Linked DNA regions of Mus musculus: all the other regions are linked to region 1. The links are chromatin contacts, called in public HiChIP or PLAC-seq and promoter capture Hi-C maps. All regions are on one chromosome and are shown on one strand. Each heading gives the region's core, a stretch centred on a gene start, on an enhancer-like site or on the middle of the called end of the contact. The rest is flanking DNA. Distances are from core to core; before and after follow the strand shown.

Region 1 (2,865 bases), core at 106-2,605:
TAATTAACACCATCTCTGGGGATGCCTTTGAACCCCTCCTGCCCTTGGAGAACCCACCTGTCTGCCTCCTCCTCAAAGATGCCCCTCCACCCCACCATCTTGCACCACAGCAAGAAGCTGGAGGCTTGGAAAAGGCTTATCTGGGTGAGGGAGGAACCAACTTGGAGCCTAGTGCCCGCCCAGGGGTCAGCAAGACCAAATAGCTTGTCTCCCTGCCTGTGCAGAGATTTATTCTAGCACAGGGCACGCTTCCAAGAAGAAGCGAGCCTGGAGGGGCCCTGAGCAGGTGTAGAAGGATTTCACTGGGGGCGAGGAGAAGGGATCATAGGTCCTATGTGGAGCCTGGCCAAAGCCTTCTCTGCCTATACAGCCTCCTCCAGGGAAACCGGGCTTGTGAGAGAGTGAGAGGATGGATATACAGGAGCCAGAGTCGCTTTAATTCCCAGTCAGCTCTCAGGCTTAAGTTCTGTTCCCATCTTAGTTCTTTATGTCCACCCTAGTTCATACATTCTTCAGGAAACCTGGTAAATAGCTACCTGGGAGCCCAAATGGTGGGTATAACTGTGCCCAGACCGGACTCCCTTCAACAGCAATTTGGGTGGACAATTTTCACTTCTCCCTACTCTGAAACAGCATGTCTCCACACAGCACAGGGTAGTGTGTGTTCCGTCTTCAGGGATGACCCACCGGCTAAGGTAAAGGGACCCCACCCAGTCCTTGCTTCCCTCCTGCCCATCTTCCAGCACTCTGAGTTGACCCACCCCACCCTGCCTAAGGTGGATTGGTGGCAGCTCCATTCACAAGCTCCTTGAACAAGGCTTTCTCTCAGTCTGCATGACAGACCCAGTCTAGCCTCTCAACACAGGTTCTAACAGCTGAGGTCTTAGGTGGCCACCAAGACAGAGCTGAACTCAGCTCTGGGGCCCTCCTGAGCGTGAGGATCCTGTCCCAGCCCCCCCAGGGAGGCTGGGAAGCGTGTAGGCAGCTGTCGGCTACCTCCGAGCTTGCCCAATGACTTTCAGGAAATGTATAAGCCAGTGTCTGCACGCAGTCTTGAGGCTGGCTCTGCAAGCTTGGGGCAGAAGGGAACTTCCCTTTTTCAGTGTGTAGGGTGGCCCCGGGGTTGCAAGGGGAGTGGTCCGAGGTCACCCCCAGCAACCAAATCTATTCCTATTTCCTGAGCCCACTCCTCCTTCCTCTCAACGGCCTGGTATGTTGACCAACCCCACCCTTGCCAAAAGTGGGTTGGCGGCAGCTCCAAGCTGCCTTAGATCACCGAGTTACCATCGCTAGAGCAGCAACAGAAAGGACTAGGGCTGTGCCTGCAGGCCCCACCCCTGCAGAGACATTGAGCACAGTGGGAAGAACACTGCAGAGGAAGTAATGAAAAACGTGAGGCCCCTAAGGCCCTCAAGACCCTGTTATTCAATTACCATCCCCAGAGAAAGGGGAAACCCCAGGGACTGCCCATGACAGGGTGCTCCCGTAACATACAGAGAGTCACATGTGGATTCCAAACAGTTCATGAGCATCTGTAAAGGCAGGCTGGCTCCCTGCCCTAAGAGGCTCAGGGTATTGACATGGTGGGTATTAGTTGGCTATGGGTCAGGGGAGGCCCAGCATGAAGAAAATACCAAGGGAAGGCACTCTTATCAGCAGAAAGAAGGCTTGGAGGTTATGCACCAAACTAACTGGATCTCAGTAGATGGCCCAGACAGAAATAGACGTGTGTGGTGTCACTGAGAGTGTCCCCTCACTTCTGGTATCCCTATCCTGACCTGCTCTTATACCACACCTAAGGCTCCATGGCTGCTGCCCTTCTCTAAACTTCTTTTTGGGCTCCCTTCAAAGGGTATTAACTCTTTCTGCATCCCTCGGGCTTGACAGTGGAACACGCATGGACATGGACAACCAGGCTAGATGCCAGCATACTGAGATGGAACCTACCTGGCAAGCAGGCACACTCGTGGGTGGTGTCCCCTGTAGGACGGCAGGTGCCTCCATTCTGGCAGGGTGAGGGGCTGCAGGGCACATAGGGCAGTTCACAGTGGGGACCAGTATGGGTGGCACGGCAGGCACAGCGATAGGAGCCGATCTCATTGTGGCAGGTGCCTCCATGGCGGCACAGCCCAGGGTTCTGGCTGCACTCATTAACATCTTGCCTGCAGGTGGGGCCATGGAAGCCAGGCGGGCAGCGACAGATGTATGAAGACTCAAAGGGCAGGCACTGGCCACCATTGGCACAGGGGTTGGAGGCACAGGGGTCAGCCTGCTGACATGATTTTCCTGGGAGGCAGAGAAGAGGGTCAGCTGTTGCCAGGGCCTCCCTGTGAACCCAGGGCAGATTTGGACATCATGTAGGTACCAACCAGGGATAGATCTAAAGTGTTATCTTCATGATGCTCAGTATCTGTTGCAGAATGTGGCCATCTTTCTGCATACAGAGGACTGTAAGTCATAAGAGACTAAGTGACTGCTCAAGGACAGAAAGTAGGAATGGCAGTCTAAAATTTGTACCTAGCTGTCTCCTGGACCCCACATAGAGAAGCAATGGAAACCTGAGGCACCCTGACAAGGAGATGGTAAGACCCGGGCTACATGAGGACTCATTCTTTACGCACAGAAACAGTGAGAGGTTGGGGTCCTGGAACAGGGCAGCCAAAAATCAGATAGTTTGGGGTTGAAAAGGACCAGAGTTCCCAAGGAATCCCCAAGATTTTTCTGGATAGTAGATCCCAGCTTAACTCTGATCCAGGAGAGGATAAAGTTTAGTGTACCAGAGTATGTCAAGTCAACAAAGATAGGGTCCTTGGGCCCAGGCCTAAGGGTCCCAACCGTGAAGTTCACAACCTCCTATAGCCCTTA
Region 2 (2,752 bases), core at 168-2,667, 930 kb before region 1:
TTTTGCCTTTACATGTCTGTACACCAACTGTGTGCCTAGTGCCCTCAGAGGCCAGAAGAGGGAATCAATGCCGCTGGAGTTAGAGTTACATCCTGCTGTTCTCAGGTTCTCTGCAAGAGCAGCAAATGCTCTTAGCCACTATGCCTCTATAATCATTTTGTTTTCCTCCCCAAGCAGGGTTCCATGTAGTCCTGGAAGGTCTCAAACTTGCTTTGTAGCTAAAGATAACCTTGACCTTCTGATCCTCATATCTCCACCTGGCAAATACGGGTGTTGCAGAAGTAATTTACATTATTATTATTATTAATTTAATGTATATGAGTACACGGTAGCTGTCTTCAGACACATCAGAAGAAGGCATAGTATTCAAATACAGATGTCAAGAACCACTATGTGGTTGCTGGGACCTCAGGATCTCTGGAAGAGCAGTTCCTGGAGAGAGAGCATCTCTCCAGGCTCCTTTTTTTGGTGTGTGTGTATTTTTGTATTTATAGGGTGTTTTTGTTTGTTTTTTGAGACAGTTTCTCTATGTAGCCTTGGCTGTCCCGGAGCTCGTTTGGTAGACTAGGCTGACCTCGTACCCAAAGATTCTTCTGCCTCGGCCTTCCGAATGCTGGGATTAAAGACCACCACCTCGAGGCTGAGTTGCTTATTTTTAAAGTAATTTTGTTTCTATGTATTCCAAAGAAGCCATCAATGGTTCACATGTTTCTGGCCCCACAAAATTTGCCAGCTGCTGTTTCTCTCCCAGAGAGCACCTCCAAAGGAACTTCGAAGTACTGGTATAATGCCAAGCTACAAGCACAAGAGAACCTGGATTCTATCCTGGGATCTCCTAAGGCGTGGCCTGGAAGACAGGTGTATACCCACTGGTGTGGGGGACGCTGGCCCAGGTTCTCCAGAAGTAAGGTGGTGGAGACCGGCTGGGATCAGTAGGATCCCACTTGTACGGCACCTGTGCTAGCATGGCGTGTGTGTAGGTCTCCAGGGCCCCCTTCTCCGTGCCTCACTCCCCTCGCAGATACCTGTGTTCCCTCTCCGCCCCAGCTCTCTTCCGGGTCCCCACTCTTTTTACTAAGGTTCTTCTCTCTTCTGCACTTTTTTTCTCGGGATCCTCCACTCTCTTCTTCGGTCCTCCCGTCTGCTCTCCATGTCCTCTCCGCTCTTCTCTCCTTTAGGGTCCCTCACTCTCCGCTCCCTTCGATCCCCACACAATTCCCACCCCTGGCGCTCCGCCCTGCGCAGCCACAGGGACACGGGACTGGAACCGTGGCGGCGATCAGGCGTCGCCCTCCACGCGCCGCCCGCGGGCAGCCCCCGCGGGTCCCTAGACTAGCCGGGTGCGGATTGGCCGCAGAGCTCGGGAAGTGCGGGCTCCTGGAACCACCGACCAATGGGAACCAGGGGCGGGACCGAGGCGCTGGCGCCGGAAGCGGGGAGGCGACGAAGGGACGTCGCGTCGCCGCGCCGGGTCTCGAGCAGCTGCCAGAGCCGCCGGACGGATCGCTGCCCCCGCCGCGCCATGGCCGAGAGTGACTGGGACACCGTGACGGTGCTGCGCAAGAAGGGCCCCACGGCCGCACAGGCCAAGTCTAAGCAGGTGCTCAGCCAGCGGGGGGCGGCGGGAAGCTGCCGGGCCGCACGGCGCTCTGCGGTCGCTGGGCCGAGCCGGGGAATCCGGCAGTGGGTGGGGACCCGAACGGATCTTTCGAGGGTGGAGACCTTGGGGGACAACAGGTACTCCTTGGAGATGGAGTACGGGAAAAGACTGGGGTAGAGGGCAGCTGACCTGCGCGAGGCTGGGGCAAAGGTCGGAGCAGGGGGATGGGAATGTGGCCTGGGCTCTGGACTGGGACAGGCCTGGGTGAGGACCTGGATGGAGATGAAAACAGGATTGAGAACAGGTGCAAGTGTGGGTCAGAGAACCTGGCTGGTCACTAAATGTGGGGTGGGCAACGTGGGCATTAGGCGCAGGAAACTTGGGAACCAGGGTAGGGGCAGTCCTGCTGAAGGTTTTGCCCTTACCTGGTATCAGCCTGTGCTGGCATCACTGGTGGCTTCCTGCCCATGATGCCCACCCAGGCGATGTCAGCCTATAAAGAGGGCTGTGTGAGACATTGGTCTGATGTCCTCTCCATAGGTGAACTCTGTGTCCCTGAGCCCTGGATGCTGTGGTTCCCTAAGTGGTACTGACCAGAGCTGGAGTTATTTGCCATAGTTGAAGCCAAGTCCACAGTCCTCTTTTCAGGAGAACTTGGAATCATCCTTAAGTGTGTAGAAAGTCTGAGCATATTACACAGAGACGCTCACATGCCACTCCTCTGAAGCAGGATGTTAATACTCAGTTACTGTGGCCCAGGCATCATCGTTAGTGGTCCTACTTCCCAGGGAGACTACTGAGACTACTGTGGGGTGTGTCATTTCTCATTAGGAACCGTACTGGCCGAAGAAGCCAGGGCAGCATTCCACACCTTTCTGCTTTATAGCAGAGTTTGGAAGAAAACTAGCTCTGTTTCCAATAAAGAACCTGGTCGCCTGTACTGTGTGTGCGCATGCACGTGCTCTGATATTGATTTCTGGGTCTAGTGTATCTAGCACTAAGAAGGCTTGAATCAGCCTTCTGAGGGCTAGGATCACAGTCCTGTGCCACCATACCCAGCTCACACCTGTCTTAGTGTAAAAGTGAGTTGGTTCTTTTAGCAGTAGTTCAATGCATGTTATCTAGATATGTGTGTACAGTGTACCCCTGTTT
Region 3 (3,044 bases), core at 132-2,631, 980 kb before region 1:
AGGCAGAGTTCCAGTGCTTTCAACATGGCAGGGAACCCAGGACACACAGCCAGGTCAGCTGTGTGTCCCTGCCCCATCCAGTTCCCACCCCATCCCATGTGTAGCTGTTCATCAAGGGTGCCTACTGCCAAGAGTATGGGGATAGAAAAGGAATGAGAAGGGGTGTGTGTCCATCTGGGGACGCCCTGTCCATCAAGGTGGACCTGGAGGATGCAGAGCACAGGTCATGTGTGAAAAGCACAGGCCATGTATGATCACAGGACTAGTCCGCACCGTATAGTTTCACAGACAGCTTCCTTCCCTGTTCCAGGTACAGGATGGCAAAGCTCTGATAGTCAGTCTCAGCAACCACCATATGCACTGGTCCACGGGCCCGTGAGACTGCGGCAGAACCACAACAGCACATCAGTCCTTTCCCCTCTGCCTCCAGCCCAGAGCCCTCTCCCTTGATGCCCCTGCCTCACCTTGGAACAAGAAGCGGCCAGGGACCCCTGTGTTCTCAAAGAGTTGGCGTACCTGCCAACATATCCCATCTCTGGGGAGGGGAAGAAGGTATGTCATAAGAGGAGGCACCCAGACTCTAGGAACCCCAACCCAGGAGAGGCCATATGGGATAGCTATCTAGGCCACAGAAGAGCTAGAGATGAGGTTTAGAGTCAGGAGGGCAGAGTAAGATGGGCTCAGGGGCTGGGATGAAGTCCTGCTGGGACTCACAGCTTTCGGAAGGTGCTGACAGCCATAGCTGCACCCTGGGGAGCTGCGTGCAATGTGGTGGCCTCAGCTCGGTGTCCCTGCTCCTGAAGAAAGCGGCACGAAGAGCCCACAGCCACCAGGAGCCATGTCCCTGCAAACTGGAAGTTGACTATGAGTGCTCAGGACTGGGGAAATGGGGCACCCTGGACCAATCCCGCCAAGCTAGGCAGGTTCTTATTGCTCTTTTACCTACCCCCACTCACTCCCAGATTTTACCTTCTGAGCACTGAAATTGACCTGGGCCTGGATAGTGCTGATGGGGGAGGTAGACCCAATAGGCTTTCGAGTCCTTTGGCCCAGCGAACTGGCTGTCAAGAGCAGGGTGAAGAACAACACAGCCCCTGGAGACAGCATGGCCAACCTGCTACGGACAGTAGGTGACAGGACAGCGAGGTGGAGGGGTGCACTGTCCTAGGTCAGAGTCCACTGTCCAGTGCCACAGGAAGCACAGTCCAGGAAGTCCACATCTGTCTTCCGATTACTGAACCCCTAACCCAAGCCAGGGTCCATCCTAGAACCTAGCCTTGATAGGAGCTGGGCATTGTGTCCCAAGTGCAAAGTTAAGAGTTGACCTCTGCACCCCTATTTCCACTTGTGGTCAGTGCTCAACCCTATGCATGCAATAACTGTCTTTAACTCCACAACCAACAAGAACGTGCTCATAAAGTCACTTGTTCAAAGCCCAGCAGCAGAGAGAGCAGAGGCAGAGTCTCGAACCGGCCCAGCTGAGCCTGGCTCAATCCTCCGTCCTTTAGGGTAGCCAGGAGTGAGTACTGTTCTGTGAGTCAGAACGCTCGGAAAGTAAGAGTTTGCGCAGGCGCATAAGAAACGCTGGCTGCTAGTCGGAGCCTGAGGCGCAGGCGCAAGACGGGGAAGGGGGGGGGGGGGGAACGGTCCATCGATGCCTCGGGGCTCTCAGCGTCGAGCCTGGCGCCTCCATAAAGACGTGGAGGTGGAGACTAGAGCGGCGGCGGAAGCCGGGCGCAGCGCAGCGGGCAGAGGCACCGCGGTGAGTCCCGGCTTTGGCCCCGCCGTGCTCACTCACCTGTGTCATCTGCCCTGTCCCCAGTCACCAGCCTTGTGCCCCATTACTCCCAGTCCTGCATTCACCAGCCTTCTGCCACCTTCGGTGTCCCTTGTCCCCGATCGTGGCCTTCGTTTATTTTCTCGGGCCTGGTCCCGGTCATGGGCCTCGCTCTGCCTTGTCCTACTTTAACTGGCTTTTGTCACCTTCACGGGCTTTGTTCACTGTCACCATATTTTTTTCCTGCAATGTCTACACTTGTACAGCCTTTGGTGGCCTTATCTGGCCAGTGATGGCCTTGGCAGGTTGACGTCGTCCCAATCCACCCTCCGGTGTTCAGTGGGTGAATGAAGGAGCTGCTGCCCACTCTAGCTAAGCAGCAAAGCGTGGTCCCTGATGTCTCCTCTGACATTCAGAAACCCCAATCACTCTTAACCACCCTCCTGGCCAGGCTGTCTCCTGAGTCCAGAACGACATATGCCACTGGCTAGCAGGAACCCCTTCTCAGAAGAAAGTCAGCCTTGGCCTGAAGTCCTATAGCAGCAAGGTCAAAGACAGGGTGGGCTGCTAAACCTTGGACCTGCCAGTTTGAGCAGCCCAGACCTGTTTGCTTGTCTTGTGCTCACCTGCCTCCCTGTGCCCTGTAGCATTGGGGAAGGCATCAAAGGCCCCCACCTGGAAAGTGGGGCTGCCCCCCACTTCGCAGGTTCTACCTGGCCTAGTAGTACTCAGGGGCTTGCTGTCTGGTCCAGCAAGTCCTTTGGTGTCCTGGAGAATGTAAGGTGGTGCAACGTTACTGCCTGGGTCCTTCAAGAAGTGTTGGGTCTGTGGTGGGGCAGTGCTACTTGTACACACAAAGAGAGATGCACACATCCCTCCCCTCCCCCCGCACATGCTCAGTGCAGTGGAATTCTCCGGTGGGCAGTTGGTGGGGCTAGCTAGGACTGCCATGTCTGGAACCCCAGACTATCAGTCTCTCCCTGGGGTTGGCGATGAGGAGGCTTGGGTTCAGAGCCGCCACTGGTGGGTTTCAGGACCGTCTGGGCAGAATGTCACGATGGATGAGGGGGGCCTGCCCCTGCTCCCCGACAGCCTTGTCTACCAGATCTTCCTGAGTTTGGGCCCTGCAGATGTGCTGGCTGCTGGGCTGGTATGCCGCCAATGGCAGGCTGTGTCCCGGGATGAGTTCTTATGGAAGGAGCAATTCTACCGCTACTACCAGGTGGCTCGAGATGTGCCCCGCCACCCAGGTCAGTACACACACCCC
Region 4 (2,882 bases), core at 260-2,759, 900 kb before region 1:
GGGTGGGCTTGTGCCGGTGCCGCCGTGCCACGAGGCCAACAGTGGTCCAGGGGCGGGAGGCGGCATTACCTGAAGGGTGCGGTAAGGCCTCGGACCCCAGTCAGCCCAGGGTGGGCTGCTGCGCGGGTGCGGGTAAGTCCGAGCCAGTACATCGCGTTCTCGGTACCTCCCAAAGTCCTCGGTGTAGAAAGTGCGGGCTCCAGGGTGCGCCCGGGGCTCTTCTGGGACATACCGGGGAACGAAAGGCATACCGTAGGCTCGAGTTGTCTCCCCGTAGTAGGAGCGGGAGGGGGGCTCCTGGATCGGGAAGGTGCGTACTTCGCCAGCATAGTAGCTGCCCCCACGCCTTGGACTGGGTCTAGGGGGTTCTTCGGACAAGTAGGGCCTGGAACAGTAGCCATCAAAGGGAAGGCCGGGGCTTGTGGTAAAGCTGCCTGCGTAGCCCTCTGGCTCCTCGGTGTAGAAGAATTGGGTGGGACCTGGAGGCGTTGTGAAGGGTTGACTGCGGTGCTCCAAGTAGTCCCGGGGCCCAGGCAGTGGCCCGTCACAGTACAGAGTTCTGGGGTCAGTACAGTACAAGTCACTGGGGGTAGGAGTGCGTGACAGGGCCACGTGGCGAGGGCCGGGAACTGTGAGGCCATGGAACTGTGGAGCTGTGCGAGCCCAGGACGTCGTCTCTCTAGGTGCGCAAGATCGCGAGCTTCGGGCGGCGTGCTGCAGCACTGCCTCGTCCGGCTTGATGTCCAAACGGCAGCGGACATGGGGGACAGGTCCAGAGGGTGGTTCCGGTGGTGCGCAGCGGCCTGGGGTGGCGCATAGAGGCGCGATGCGTCCGGGGCCTCCCCGCTGTGGCTGGAGCTTGATGGGGTGCAGCTCATTAGCGAGAGCTCTCAGCGCAGGATACGAGGGCTCCCGGCGCGGCGACCCCTCCACCCGCACTGCACGCTGGGCTTCCCGACCTCTGCGTTGCAGTACGGGCGGCGAAGCTGGAGCAGTCGCCAGGCCTTGGGACGCACGGGGCGCGCTCTTGGAACGGGTGCGGCGCCGAGGCTCGCTGTCTCTGGGTCGGGCGCGCGGTGGCGCAGGTTCAGGAGGTGGCGGCTCTGGGTGTGTCTCCATGGTGGGCTCGTCCAGTGCCTCTAAGAAGTCAAAACTACGGCAGTGGCGCTTGTTGAAAGGCGTGGGCGCAGCAGGCCGGGCCACGGATCGCTCACATGGCTGGCGTTTGGACGTGAGCCCTGGGTCCACCACCTTGATGTCCTGGTACACGGTCGACACCAGCAAGTCCGGCGGGTCCGTGCGGGTCATCTTAAAAGACGTCCCCAGGCTGGCAGCTCCAGTCACACGGCCTTTCGGGGATTTTGCCCTGGGAGGAGATACCGGTCAGGGCAGCCTCCTCTGCACCCCAAGCCCTTTACCCCACCCCACCCCACGTGCTGGTCCGGCTTACCTGGGGCATAGGGGATGGTGCAGCCTTGGCTGCAGGTCATGGTCAAGGCTTCTGGTGCTGCCTCCATGCCTATGTTAGATGTACCTGCAGGAGAAAGCTCACAGTCCATGCGACCTGTGGGGTAGATGGGCCAGGAGAATTTAGGCTACTGTGGACCTTCTTTGTAGAGGGAACTCCTGAGTTAAACCTGCCAGGCATTCTCTCCCCCTACTAGGGTCGGTTGGGCAGGCTTAGGTAGATCAAAGCGGGACGTGATCTCAGCACTACTGCCCTCTGGTGCCTACAGTTGGAACGATGCACTTTTAGATTTCCTTACAGGTAGACCCTCTGATAATGCAGAGTCCCAGGTGAGTCAATGAATGGTTCCTGCCTGCCGACTAGGCTGGGCAGAGAACTCTTCTCCTAGCACTCAAGTCCTTTTTAACTAAGCGTAAGTCCCCTCAACTCGATGAGGTCCTAGGCAGAGGAATGATCCCAGAGTTTTCTTGGGTCTCAAATCCCTCTTCCTTTTGCATAAATCTTGGACCCCAGTTGCTTGAATGAAACCCACCAAGCTTGCTGGAACAGAGAAGGCTACAGCAAGACTCTCCTGCTTTGCAGAATTGCACATGGACCCTTCCCCCACCCCCAGTGTGTGCTAAAGCCAGGTTTAGGCTACAGAACCACGTGGGGCCATGTGAGCCACGAGTTCATGGTGTCCTTCCTCTAAGCTGAAAACTACCACTAGTGTACCAAGCCAGGAGGCTGCTAGCTAGGAGGAGGCAGAGGAGAGGGCGGGAAAGCCCCTCCCCAGGACAGAGTCCTTCCCACTCTGGCTTTGGAAAGCTCCATGGAAACGTGTGGTTGTTCATCCCTGGAGCTATGGGCTGAAAACGATCTAGGCTAATGTTCAGATGTGGGCCACCAGTGTCTGTGGTCTCCAGGGCCTGGAGCTGGCTAGAGAAAGAGGGTTTAAGAAGGCGATCACACACACACACACACACACACACACACACACCCTCCCCCCATAATGCACCTACTCCCAGGACATCTGCTCCAGAGGAAGTTGAGAGTGTGTTGGGGCCTGGCAGGACTTGTAAGTGGATGGGCCTTTCGGGTCTCTAGTCCAGGTGTACAAGGGGCTGTTAGAGGGGTGCTCTTTGGAGTCAGAGCTACTAAGTACCAAGGCTTGTTCCAAACCCAGGTTCATGCCGACCCTATTAAGACCCCTTTCATTCTAAACTCAGTGCCAGGTCAGAGTTTGGGTGAGATGACAGGGTCTGAGGCTCCGCCCCAGGAAGGTGACAGTCGGCTTTGCTGGCTGCAGCTGTCAGGAGCAGTGCACTGTGACACACGCTCCCTTTGGGATGGGGTTGGGGCTTGCTCTTGTATCCTAGGTATTTTGAAGGCCCTTCCCAAATAGCAGTCCTGCTTTGGCCCGTCCTGGAGCAGC

What was found. Promoter capture Hi-C pulls out the DNA fragments that hold promoters and counts their contacts. HiChIP or PLAC-seq counts read pairs in DNA pulled down with a chosen protein or histone mark.
Region 2: an H3K27ac HiChIP or PLAC-seq map of microglia shows a contact between it and region 1, with 6 times the contacts expected there. The contact joins the promoter of Edf1 here to the enhancer-like site in region 1. A contact is called at or near these places in 1 of 39 promoter capture datasets (pre-B cells), 3 of 115 datasets of contacts at active chromatin or transcription factors (microglia, pancreatic cancer cells and thymic regulatory T cells) and 1 of 9 other capture datasets (embryonic stem cells).
Region 3: a contact with region 1 is called in a FOXA1 HiChIP or PLAC-seq map of pancreatic cancer cells. The contact joins the promoter of C8g here to the enhancer-like site in region 1. A contact is called at or near these places in 4 of 39 promoter capture datasets (embryonic stem cells, liver and pre-B cells), 1 of 115 datasets of contacts at active chromatin or transcription factors (pancreatic cancer cells) and 2 of 9 other capture datasets (adipose tissue and liver).
Region 4: a promoter capture Hi-C map of liver shows a contact between it and region 1, with 4 times the contacts expected there. The contact joins the promoter of Ajm1 here to the enhancer-like site in region 1. A contact is called at or near these places in 4 of 39 promoter capture datasets (liver, pre-B cells and second pharyngeal arch cranial neural crest), 1 of 115 datasets of contacts at active chromatin or transcription factors (pancreatic cancer cells) and 1 of 9 other capture datasets (liver).

Annotation. Positions count from the first base shown.
Region 1 is chr2:26,482,321-26,485,185 of GRCm38.p6, forward strand. It overlaps Notch1 (notch 1), which reads right to left. Exons shown (of 34, transcript NM_008714.3): 4 at 1,948-2,286. Among named protein-coding and RNA genes, the nearest start is that of Mir6996, 14 kb to the left of the region's middle. Within about 2 kb of position 1,356, at least 162 of the 459 cell types and tissues checked have an H3K27ac peak or open chromatin away from gene starts, as enhancers often do. A contact at or near this core is called in adipose tissue, liver, microglia and 3 more, where this site is marked.
Region 2 is chr2:25,556,430-25,559,181 of GRCm38.p6, forward strand. It overlaps Edf1 (endothelial differentiation-related factor 1), which reads left to right and starts at 1,418. Exons shown (of 5, transcript NM_021519.2): 1 at 1,418-1,600. The coding sequence starts at 1,523. Gm35476 (a long non-coding RNA gene) reads right to left here and starts at 1,099. Exons shown (of 4, transcript XR_866044.3): 1 at 1,026-1,099.
Region 3 is chr2:25,499,125-25,502,168 of GRCm38.p6, forward strand. It overlaps C8g (complement component 8, gamma polypeptide), which reads right to left and starts at 1,382. Exons shown (of 7, transcript NM_027062.2): 1 at 970-1,382; 2 at 715-851; 3 at 465-535; 4 at 274-381. The coding sequence starts at 1,107. It overlaps Fbxw5 (F-box and WD-40 domain protein 5), which reads left to right and starts at 1,626. Exons shown (of 9, transcript NM_013908.5): 1 at 1,626-1,762; 2 at 2,812-3,027. The coding sequence starts at 2,835.
Region 4 is chr2:25,578,590-25,581,471 of GRCm38.p6, forward strand. Ajm1 (apical junction component 1) reads right to left here and starts at 1,510. Exons shown (of 1, transcript NM_001005424.2): 1 at 1-1,510. The coding sequence starts at 1,308.